Linked DNA regions of Gasterosteus aculeatus: region 1 is linked to region 2. A link is a contact called in public Hi-C data. All regions are on one chromosome and are shown on one strand. Each heading gives the region's core, a stretch centred on a gene start, on an enhancer-like site or on the middle of the called end of the contact. The rest is flanking DNA. Distances are from core to core; before and after follow the strand shown. Region 1 holds the start of LOC120823930 (carboxyl-terminal PDZ ligand of neuronal nitric oxide synthase protein). Region 2 overlaps LOC120823930 (carboxyl-terminal PDZ ligand of neuronal nitric oxide synthase protein).

Evidence for each region. Hi-C and Micro-C count contacts between places; a contact is called where the count stands out from the background.
Region 1: a Hi-C map of tail fin shows a contact between it and region 2, with 5 times the contacts expected there. The contact joins the promoter of LOC120823930 here to the enhancer-like site in region 2. A contact is called at or near these places in 5 of 6 Hi-C or Micro-C datasets (liver, skeletal muscle, tail fin and 1 more).

What each region holds. Positions count from the first base shown.
Region 1 is chr8:7,832,288-7,837,818 of fGasAcu3.hap1.1, reverse strand. It overlaps LOC120823930 (carboxyl-terminal PDZ ligand of neuronal nitric oxide synthase protein), which reads left to right and starts at 1,406. Exons shown (of 13, transcript XM_040184404.2): 1 at 1,406-1,925; 2 at 2,166-2,237. The coding sequence starts at 1,821.
Region 2 is chr8:7,746,303-7,751,836 of fGasAcu3.hap1.1, reverse strand. LOC120823930 (carboxyl-terminal PDZ ligand of neuronal nitric oxide synthase protein) reads left to right here. Exons shown (of 13, transcript XM_040184404.2): 11 at 4,013-4,209; 12 at 4,338-4,462; 13 at 5,324-5,534. Among protein-coding and RNA genes, the nearest start is that of eef1db, 18 kb to the right of the region's middle. Within about 2 kb of position 3,411, at least 2 of the 9 cell types and tissues checked have open chromatin away from gene starts, as enhancers often do.

The sequences.
Region 1 (5,531 bases), core at 157-2,656, 88 kb before region 2:
ACCGTCCTGCTAGTGTAAAAGCCCCCAGGACGCCATAACAAGCAGCACTTTATATGTTTCCAAAGAGGGGGGTGAGAATGTGAATTACTGCTGCCCCACTTCCCCTTTCCTCGCCTTCCAGGACAACCTTTAGGGGAGCGCTGCACGCATCTTTACTCCCAAGGTGACACAGATGGTTTGTGCATTATACAACATGACAAGTGGGGATGCTTCCATTCCAGATGCTTGAGCAGAATGTCTGGAGGATACTCAGCATGAACGATCTGTCTTAGATGACCGACAACCCAATTAGCTTATTATCAGTGCATCGTGTTGCAGATTGTGTTTAGACCCATAATGTCTTTTCCTGGAATTGTTCAGCGCTTTGAATATGTTCTCATTCCTTCTGATGACATTTTTAGTCTTTAAAGTAGTTTTGTGTGTGTGGGCCTGTGTGTGTGTGTGTGTGTGTTTGTGTAGTTGTGCAAGCTTTTGCACCAAACTTGTGTGGCCATGTTGATGCTCGAGAACCACAAGCCCCCCGTAGATACTGTAGAAGCCTTTTATTGGAATAGATGTTGTTGATTTTTATATAAAAGTGCTTTAAAACGATATTTAGATGATAACGTTCTCTGTTTTATTATTAAAGCAGCATAATCACTAAAAATGTAAAAACTAAAACACATTTAATTAAATTTAAAATAATCTTTATTTAATTTTTTTTCTATATATAGCTAATTGGATCATAAAATGGGAATACCATATTTGTGCTGTGTAAAGTACCTTCTTACATATTTCGAGTGATGAGTCATTAAAAAAACACAAGCCTTTTATTTAACAATTTTGTTAGTGGAATGTATTGGGCTAAAACAGAATACTTGAAAGAAAGAAATGATCATTTCTTATTCTTACATTTTCTTTAAGGTTAAACTCCCATAGCGCATACGGCCACTAGTTGGTAGCCTTGCTCTTTTTTATTTGATAACAGAGGTAAAGGTGAAAACCTCTCCTGTAAAGTGACATTGACATTTTAATTTCCGTAGGCTGTAAATTACCACATCATCTTGCAGCCGTTATCTCTGATCATCCTCCCAGAGGATTAAACCTCAACCTTTTCTCACAGTCAAACAGGAGCCAGGGTCAACCGCTTGCATTGGCCTACACGGACTATTTCATGGTGAAAAACCGCACCACCAGTTTACACACTACAGATGTGTACCGCCTACAGTGGGCGCCACACCACTCCTCAATCGGTTTATTCCCGTGCGTGTACGTGTGTGTGTGTATGCGCAGGGTCGGAGGGAAGAGAGGGGGGCAGGTACCAGCCGCTCCGCCCCCCCCCCCCCCGACAGCCACGGTGCGCCTCTGTTCCAATGGAAACAGGTGGGATCCTCGGACTCCTCCAATCACGCGCGCCCTCCACGCGGGGGCGGGAGGAGTCCGGGGGAAGGAGGCAGAACCCAAACCAACTTCCACAAGCGCCACAGGAAAAGTCGCGAAGACACATCTGTCCTCCTCCCCCCCCCCCCCCCAACACACACACACACACGCACGCGCCGAATGTCGCCGTGTTCTTGTCGTCTGCGTGTGACTTGAGGGCCGCGGTGCCCCGGACCTCTGCGGGAAGTTGTTGCCGCCCAGCGGCCGCTGTCGAGGGCGTAGTGAGCGCCGCGTTGCCGGGACGGTGCGGCGCGATGGAGAACGTGCACTAGCCGGAATTTGGGGAATTGTTTCTTTTTCTTGTTTTTTTTTTCTCGGATTAAAACAGCTGGTTCTCCGTGGAGATTATCTTTTTTTTTTCTTTCTTGGAAGTGCGGAGAGGCGAATTCTTCTTTTTAAAAATGCCTGCTAAAAGCAAGTACAACCTCGTTGACGATGGGCACGATTTGCGGATCCCGCTGCACAACGAGGAAGCGTTCCAGCATGGGATCAACTTCGAGGCGAAGGTGAATCCACATACAGGTTAACGTCTCACTGTAACACTTAACGTCACTACTCCGTGAGACGTGTTTTCAACTTTGGCCGACTCGTATCGCACTGAGACCCAATGCTCAGATACTTAGTTTGAGTCCTAAAAAGTCATAAAAATAACCCCAGGCGAACACGTGCGCTCTTTCAGTGAATGCATAGCGAGAATGGTCGTCTATTGTTTGCTTAATATTGTTGTACCTGTCATGTGGCTGCAGTACATCGGGAGTCTGGATGTGACGCGGCCGAGCAGCCGAGTGGAGATCGTGGCTGCGATGAGAAGAATTCGGGTGAGTGACACCGCGACAAAACCCCCTTCAAAACCTGGCGTTTTTTTTCGACCTCCTCGTTTTTTCTCCTATTTGGCACGTTTGGTGGAATGAATCCCGGGTTTTTGAACATTACCTGGAATCCGAGGCTCTATTCGGCGGACGTATGGTTGACTTTGCAGCAACTTTTTGTAAGGAAAGCGTCAACTTTCTGAATGTTTTCCCGTCCTTCTAATTAGTCATATGGTTAATTATGACTAAAGTGCTCGTCGTCTTTTTCTTTTCTTATGCCGAATTGAAAATAACCACATACTTGTAGAATTGTAATAGTTTCTCTGGGAAAATGTTGCCGACAACCACTGATTTATGAAATGCATTACTAGCGTATGCTAAATGAATGAATGAATACGTGTGGCCCTTATGACTGAGGCCCCAGCAGAATGGCATAACATACCACCCACATTAGTCACAAAGTGCTTTGACCGTATCCATCAACTGCAATGTTATCATTCCTAGTAACGCGTACTTTGTACCCACCCATGTGTGCTCCATCGCTGTTGTGAAGTTTCTTTTTTGAAGCAAGTGTGATCTCTCCTCCCGTCTCACCCTCTTTCTGCTGTGTAACACGGAGATTTACAGCTTTTTGGGCTCCATAAAAAGGACATAATCTTAATCCGTGTGTCGGTCGGCCTGGCAGCACTCTGCTTAGCAACCTAATATAGATTGTACCCGGCGGTGCAGAGGTATTCGAGGATTATGGTGATGAAGTGGTAGAAGTGCTGTGGCTAATCGGTGATACCCCAAAAAACACACTCACGCGTACAGAGGCAACACAAGCACACAAGTCTGAACTTTTCTGAATCAATTTGGCAGTAAAAAAAAATCTGCTGAATAAAATTTAAACTTTTAATGACATTGAATCTCCAATGACATTATTGCATTATTCTTTCTATTGACGGCAGGTCAGTGAAAGGCATTGTGAGTGCAGTCTGCGTCTGACACACACTGTCCGATGCACGAGTTTACACCGCAGAGCACGAGGGGCAAAATGGTCTTATTGCCCTTTACAGAAGACTGACTTGTATCTATAAAATGGACCCCCCATTGTGCTGCCGTGGCAGCTGTTGTGGTCGGCAGGACAACGGCCTTTGGTTTGGCCCCTCTTGTGTGAAATGGGTAGATACTGACTTATAGCGGATACCTGGTTAGGGGGGCGGTTCACGCGTTGGGACGATGGACGAGCACTCAAAGCATTTGTTTGAGTTGGTGATTCAGGTCAATGCTCATTGATTCATACAGTACACTCTATATAAGTGTTTCCCCTATGTTTTTTGGGGGGGGGGGTGGGGGGGTTTGCCGAGCGCGGGGTGGGTTGTCAGTCAGCTGCTGATGCTCTGCCACTGCGAGTGCCACACAGACATATTTGCGCACGTGTGGGACTGCCGTGCGCGGGGAAACTAACCAAGACATGTTTTTTCATTCTACACTTTTTCAGGGAGGGCGGAGGTAATTTTCCGGCTGGGGGGGGAGTAGACATAGTCACCAGTGACTTCACCCACCCTTCATTGTTTAGGCAACTAGAAGGGTGACACATAACTTTAATGAACTGAAAACACTGTTTCCAGTGTTATGGCAATTTGAAAGGATGTACATTCGCTCTGCATCCCTCTTCTCCCCTTTCAAACTACCTCTGATACGTTGAAGCCAGGAACCGACTGGTAAAGTTTTCACTTTGCACTTTCATGTAACCTTGGACGCCCCGCGACGTTTCTGAAAGAAGGTCTGGTAAAATGATTCGCCCCACCCATCCGTCTTTGGGTGTCTTCTCGTTCTCTTTGTCAGAACTATGCTGGTTGCCAGGCAACCGCTTGATGTACGGTGTCATTGTTCGTTGTGTGCGTGACTCACCTGTAAGCCGGGAGCTGATAACGAACTAATAACACTGCAAAGCAGGAAACAGCCGCCGACGTTACGAGCAGCTCTACAAGGTCCGGTGAACTTTGTATATGCACACGCGCACACGCACACGCGCACACACACACACACACGTCAGACTAATGTAGAAATCGCAAATGGCACTTTGTGGATGAATCATTGAAGCTGAAACCAGCCACGATGAACGACATAGAAGTTTCCTTTTCACTAGCTGATCATTGGACGGACCCGGAGCGCTTGAGGTGGTATTGAATCTGCTTGAGATCGGGAGAACATCTCGGTCCACGCTGAGATGAACACGCCGTATGAACGGTCCTCTTAAATAAAATGTGTCGTCGTTGTCGGGCAGAGCTTATCAGGTTAAAGCTCTCCTCTCCTTTTAACAGTGAATTAGAGGGGATTCATTTCTCGTTTCATCTGTCCGTGCCGGGTTAACACAGAAGGAAGGTTGAGCGGCACGGGACGAGAAGATTAAACATGTGTCTTAGGAGACTGAAAGAGCGCAGCGGTGCTGGAGGGGGGGGTTAGAGATGCTTTGTACATTACTCTAACTGCCAGGACCTCTGTGTGTTCACCCGGCAGCCAACAGGCCTCTTTTTAACACCAACTAACTGCTGTGGAAGTTCAGCAGTCTGGATTTCAGCGTACACTTTAATTCCCCCTGTTTCATGAGGCGCACACTGAAAATGTTCTTATTATTTTATTGGAACCATTGAATCATCTGGACCCGTGGTGTTTTATTTGAAAATCCAATGAACTACGTAGTTAATTACTTTATCGTGACGTACTTTTGATACTTTTGATACTCGTACTTTTTGGTACAATTGATCAATTGTATTGTTTCAGCAGCATGTGTAATGAAATACTTGCACTGGGGCTGTTTCATCATGGCAAGCATCAGTTTGTTGCCAAAGTGTTGATATTTGTGGAGAGATGACACTATTCCATGTGACAGCTGAGCTGTGAGCTAATTACACCGTCGAGACTCTTTCGGTGCAGAAGAACTAAACAAACACATTGTAATGTAGCGCTGGCTGTATTTATTTAAGGCCTATCTGAGCGTATTTACCATCACTCCCCTGTCATGGCTAATGTCTGAAATTTATAATGGCATCGGCTAATTATTCATAGGTCTTCACAGGGTTGTTTTTTATTCAGATCTAGCTGTAGTGTTTGTGTAGATGACATTTGTGGTGTTTTTATTTTGCCAACCGTCTCACTTCACGGCCCGTGGGTTGATTGACGTTCCTCCAGGATAAATAAACATGCCTCCCGACAGAGATGTCTCGCATTAACAGAGACTTCCCAACTCTATGGGATCAGCTGCCGTTGCACTTTTTTTATTCCTTTACTTTGTGAATCAGAATCATGTGAACGGCG
Region 2 (5,534 bases), core at 2,162-4,661:
CATGCAGCATGTTTAACACGAAATACATGATTTGTTTGTCAAACCCGGCCTGAGGTGACAAAAGCAGACTGCTGTACTAGATCGTCTATTGAACAGTCTCTTGAGCAGGTGGACTCATCTCTAATAACAAGAGTTATCGGTATTGGATTCAGAGGAGATTATGTGGGATCATTCATTGCATTGTTTGAAACCAGCTTCATTTGTACTGTACTGCTATCTGCATTATGATGGAGGCTTGTTTCAAAGTTTAATTTGCAGCCAGTTATTGTGCGAGGAAGCCTGAGCACTGCTCCTGCCAACAAAACGGGTGTAGTTTGTGGAAGGGGTTATTTAAGGTGGAGGAGGAGGAGAAGATGGAAAACGAGAAAGCGGAGATGAATCTGTTTTGTAAACGGGGAATCCGTTTTCCCGAGAGGTCAGAGCGGGAGGCTCGGCCTGTCACGACAAGATGGATGCCGGCGGATGTTTCTGGGGATGGAATGCGACGCAGAGGAGGAGGACGACGGGTCGGCTGTGACTCTGGAGGCAGAGAGGTCAGCTTTGTGGACGGAGTCCGTCGTCTGCAGAGCTCAAAGCTTCCTCCCCGTATAGCTGGTTCCTCCTGATAGTCCGATAAGATTAGATGATGCAATGATTTAGCCAGCGACGCGTCCTGTGGATGAGATGGAGACAAAGAACTGACAATGATACAACTACAATAACTGCACATTGACAATCATGCAGGAAATGCAAATATCAGGCTTCTTAATTTCAAGATGGGATTGAACAAATTTGATTTTGTACTTTTTCTGAAATCCAAGCCGGTAGAAAGGAAAACGCACACTAACGAAAGCATCATTTTGAAATCAACTAAACTGATCTTTAAAGAGAAGATTCAATTTGCTTCATTTTAAAATAGTTTTCAAATTTGGTGCAATTGGATTTAGATTATTTTTTCTCCTTATTTTCACTCTAATCTTCAATATTAAGTGTGTCCTGTGAACAGAAAATCATGAATATTACATCAGATCCTCCATCAAAGTGTAAGTGAAATCCAGACGGGGCCCCTTTCAGAGGGGAAAATGAGTACGAGCGGCTGTGTGAGTGAGGCTGTGACTGGCAGCGTGTCCGTCAGCGTTCAATCCACCAAATCAGGAACTTCTTCCATTAATCCTGTCCGTCATCAGTCTACCAGAACCTGAGCACTTTAATCATTCATGTTATAATGGACCTGGGTAAAAAATACATGAGGGTACTTCCATATTAGTTCAGCAGATAAACAGATTCCCGGTTAATCGAACTGCTGCCATTTTCTAAGCCAAAGGGCTTTTTATAGCCCTGTTTACGTAAAACCTAAAATTGCATGAGTTTGCATGAGTTTGCATGAATTGCTTGAAGGCTGAACGTAGTTAATGTGCACAGGGTTCCTTGGATGCTCGCATGGGGTTTTTTCCTGTTAACTTGTTGTTTTCTTCTCCGTTGAGAGTTTTTTTTCAGCTTGATTCCTCAAAACTTTGGATACTGATTTGACAATCTCAACTCAACGTCTCCATCAGTAAGTGTTGGCTTGAAGTAATGGAGCTCACGACTGCTGCTTGGCAGAGGAGAGACGAAATCCCGACAGAGGGGGGCGTTTGGAGCAGATTTGGCCCATTACCAGTTCCACACAATGGAAAGCGTAATCATAATTGCCCTGTGAGTCCTCATTAGTCCTTATTAAGATGGAGAAAATGACCCCCAAGTGACGACTATCCACTTGTTCGCTGTAGCTGTTGATAATATTCAGTTTAAGAGAGAGAACAGTGATTATTATTATATCTCTACATTGTGTTCAGCTATCTTTCAATGTGAAGATGATTGCGTTGATGAGACGTTGGAGTACAGATGTTTTTCATGTGGTGAAGGTCAGCTGACCTGCTAGTTCTCCTGATGCACAGACAATCCTTTACTTATGAGTCCTGTCGTTGCAAATCGAACATCTAAAAAAACGTCATTTAAACCCAATATAATTTTTTTATATTTTAAAATATATATTTATATATATTATGTATATATATAATATATATATTATATATTATATTTAATAATATTTTAAAATACACATGTTCAAACACAGTAACGTAATAGGAAAAAAACGTTTAAACACCAAGGTTCCTTGTAAGGTAGCTTTTGCCGTGTGGTGAGGGTTGCAGCAGGTTGCGTTATCATTGTAGTGGATTCAGCTGCTTGTTCATGAGTGGGAGTGAGAGAGTCTGGTTTTCTAAACCTAAAATGATTCTTTTCCCCGCTGTGTTTCTCTTGAGACTCTCTGCACGCGGCCGAAGTGAAGGGATTACGTGTGACTAAACTACTGAACGTTAACAACAAATGCAAACTGCGAGTTTGGAGCGACACGCACTGAAAATAACCCTCCCGATTTCCAAAATGATGCAGAAAGAAGAAAGTCGGCGTTAATGAACGATCATTTTTGCAAAAGACCTCTGGCGTATTTGCACTTAAAAGACAAAACACCAAACCGCACTCTGTAACCTGCTTTTACAGTTTCACAGAGAAGGTAAACTGAGTGCAGCAGTTCTCTTGAGTTTCTTCGGCCGTCACATTATCACTGATTAAAGATTCTTTTGTTCAGAAAATGAATCTCCTGAATCTTAAATGTTGTCTTTCAAAAGTAACTGAAAACCGCTTCTCCAGTGCACACAGGACTCATTATTACAATTAATATTAATACTAACAACTAATACGTTATTGTATATTATACTGTTTTGTGATTTGCTGTCCCACAGTCCGATTCACTAACTTTGATATGCTTGTTGATATTTGTTCCTCATGTTTTAAACTTACTGGTGGCTCCAACTGTATCTTTAGTATTTATGTAATGAAACTAGGACCCGGCTGCTGTTTCAGTGGCTTTAAAAACCTTTCATCAGGTTAATACTTGATTCAATTTACAGCGATTGCTGCGATTCGAACTAAACGCGCGGCAGACGGTGCTTAATCGCGCATGGCGCCGCCTGACTGGAAGGTCTTTATTGGAATATGTCCGATGCTGCAGTTGCAGAGCGGGCGAATGAAACAATCACTTTAATTGTAACGCTTCAGTGGGCAAGAAAATCCAGCTGTTTTGTCAAACTAAATCCCAGCAGAGTACTCTGTCCCGTCTCCACCAGTTGGGAGGACACACATTAAAGGGATAGTCTGGTTGTTTTGAAGCGAGGTACCTTCTCCTATGGGTGCATTACAATGTCCATCCAGTAGGAAGCAATGGGGAGGAATATGTGGACTGGATGTTTCCCTGCATGATGCTGCCTGTAAAGTCCATGTAGTTTGTTCTCTCTGTTCTCTTCTATCTCCTTGAAGTTGCATTAAATACCCTCAGTGGCACGTTGATGCATGATCCAACCTGTCCGCTGGCCTCCGGCTAATGTGCTACTGTACATCTCCTGATTGGCTCAGTAAGTGAAGTGCTTGCATATGAAGTGACGGTGCACTTGGCTGCTCCACCCTAGTTTGATCTGATTCTAATTGCTGATATTTTTCCTACATTTATCTGGCCAAGATGTCCTCTGACTTGTCTCACTACAGTAACACACGAATCGGCTGCATTTTAAACTCGCAGTGCAATGATCTGCATCTCTGGTGGTCCAATTACCTGAAATCTGATATTTTTGTCTCATTAAATGCCTTCCGAGAAACATTTCTCTCCAAGAGGTAAGCTCGTTTATCTTGAGTGGACTGAAATTTCCCTGAGCTCTCCTTTCATATTTTGCTGTTTCTGCATCCTGCATTTTGGTCAACCGCTTCATTTGTATTTATGAGCATGTTTCATTAGAAATGCCTCACCTTTTTTTTTTTTTACATTCTGTGATCATTACATACGATATTATTCCACTGGCATCCCAATGACTGAAACGCGCTGTGCTGATATGACATCAGTCTGTTTGGAGCAGAGCTGCAGAGCGACGTGGTCCCATTTGTATTGTCTGGTATTCACCTCGTCTGTCTTTCTGTCTCGCGTTTCCCTCCTTTCTCACAGTTGATCAAAGTATGTTTGAGAACTCCGTTGCCCAGCAGTCCAGTCCTCAGACCTCGAGGTCGGGCCAGCCCTCCACCCGACGCTCCCCGGCATCAGCCAATCACAGCCTGGGGTCCGGCGCTGTCGACTCCCCATCCTCTGGAGGCCAACAGAGGCTTAAAAATGCCATTAACCTGGGAAAGGCTGTCGGGGCAAAGGTCAGCGCAGTTCAAGCAGGAAGTTGTCGTCTTCTGCTCTCCATTATTTGGGGTTGCGATGTAAATTCCATTTCTTCAATGTCGCAACGGTGGAGCAGACTTCCGTCTTTCTTTGTCTTTTTTCGTAGGTGAATGACTTGTTAAGGAGGAAAGAGCCCAGTCACCTCGGGGACATCGGGGTCACAGAGGTCAACAAGAACGTGGATGCCGTGTGGAGCAGTCTGGACCAACTCCACCAGTCCTCTGCAAACAGGTGCGCACACACACACACACACACACACACCTTTTGACTTGATCCGTTAGAATTTATCTTCTTCTAAAGATCATTTTGAATTAATTTGCAAACTTGTGCCTCAAAGGTTGCTGGTTTGATGCAGTCTGATCAAATGTTTCCTTTTTTAGCGCTTCTGTATAAAGGTTCAAATTCACAGAACTTTTGACGAACACATTATCGTATCGTAGGCAAAACTTTTGAATTACCTCTTCTGAGAGAAGTGTCTATCAATGCGTCGTATAGCCGGCAGCAAGGGTGAATGATTTAAGATTTTTCCCGTGAAGTGGGGGTTTAAATGAATAATGACACATTAAAATGTCCTGTGAGACGTCTGAAATTGAATAAGATTGAATTTTTCAGCCTCTTATTCAGTCAAAATGGAAATTCCATTTAATTATGTATTCCTCCCACTCATACATGGCAGGTTGTTTCTGTGTGTCTGCACCGGGGATTAGTTCTGGAAAGCATCGATCTGTTGTGTGTCCAGAAGATCAAAGTCATTTCCGGCACATCTGCTCCCAGATGTGGACGCTGATGAGTTGAGGTTTCATTTTACTGGGGCCGATTGGTCTGTAGCCGACTGCTGGAAGCTGTGGACTCACGTTCAGAACAATCGGGAGAGAAAGGATACTTTTATTTAGACAATGTCCCCTGTGTCCTCCACGGAGGAGGTGTTTGTCCCGGTGAGGAGCTCTGCAAACGTCTCCTTCCACCGCTCAACAATGGTCCCAATGGTCTGTGGTTCTCCTGAGCCCCCCCCCCCCCTCCCCCGAGCTCCTCCCACAACCATACTCAATTTTGACTTGTTTTTAACTTATTGCCTGTGTTCCTCTCCTCCAGTCACATCTCCTCTTTTGACTCCTTCCCCCGGCTGGACCCACCACCCCCGTCGGGGAAGAAGCGCCTCCCCAGGGCGCTGAAGACCACCCAGGACATGATGATCTCCTCTGATCCGGTGGTCGCCTCTCCGGACCCCGCTGACTCTTCCTCCTTCCTTTCTTCTCCCGACAAGACGCCCCTCATCGCCAAGGAGGAGCTGAGGAACAACGAG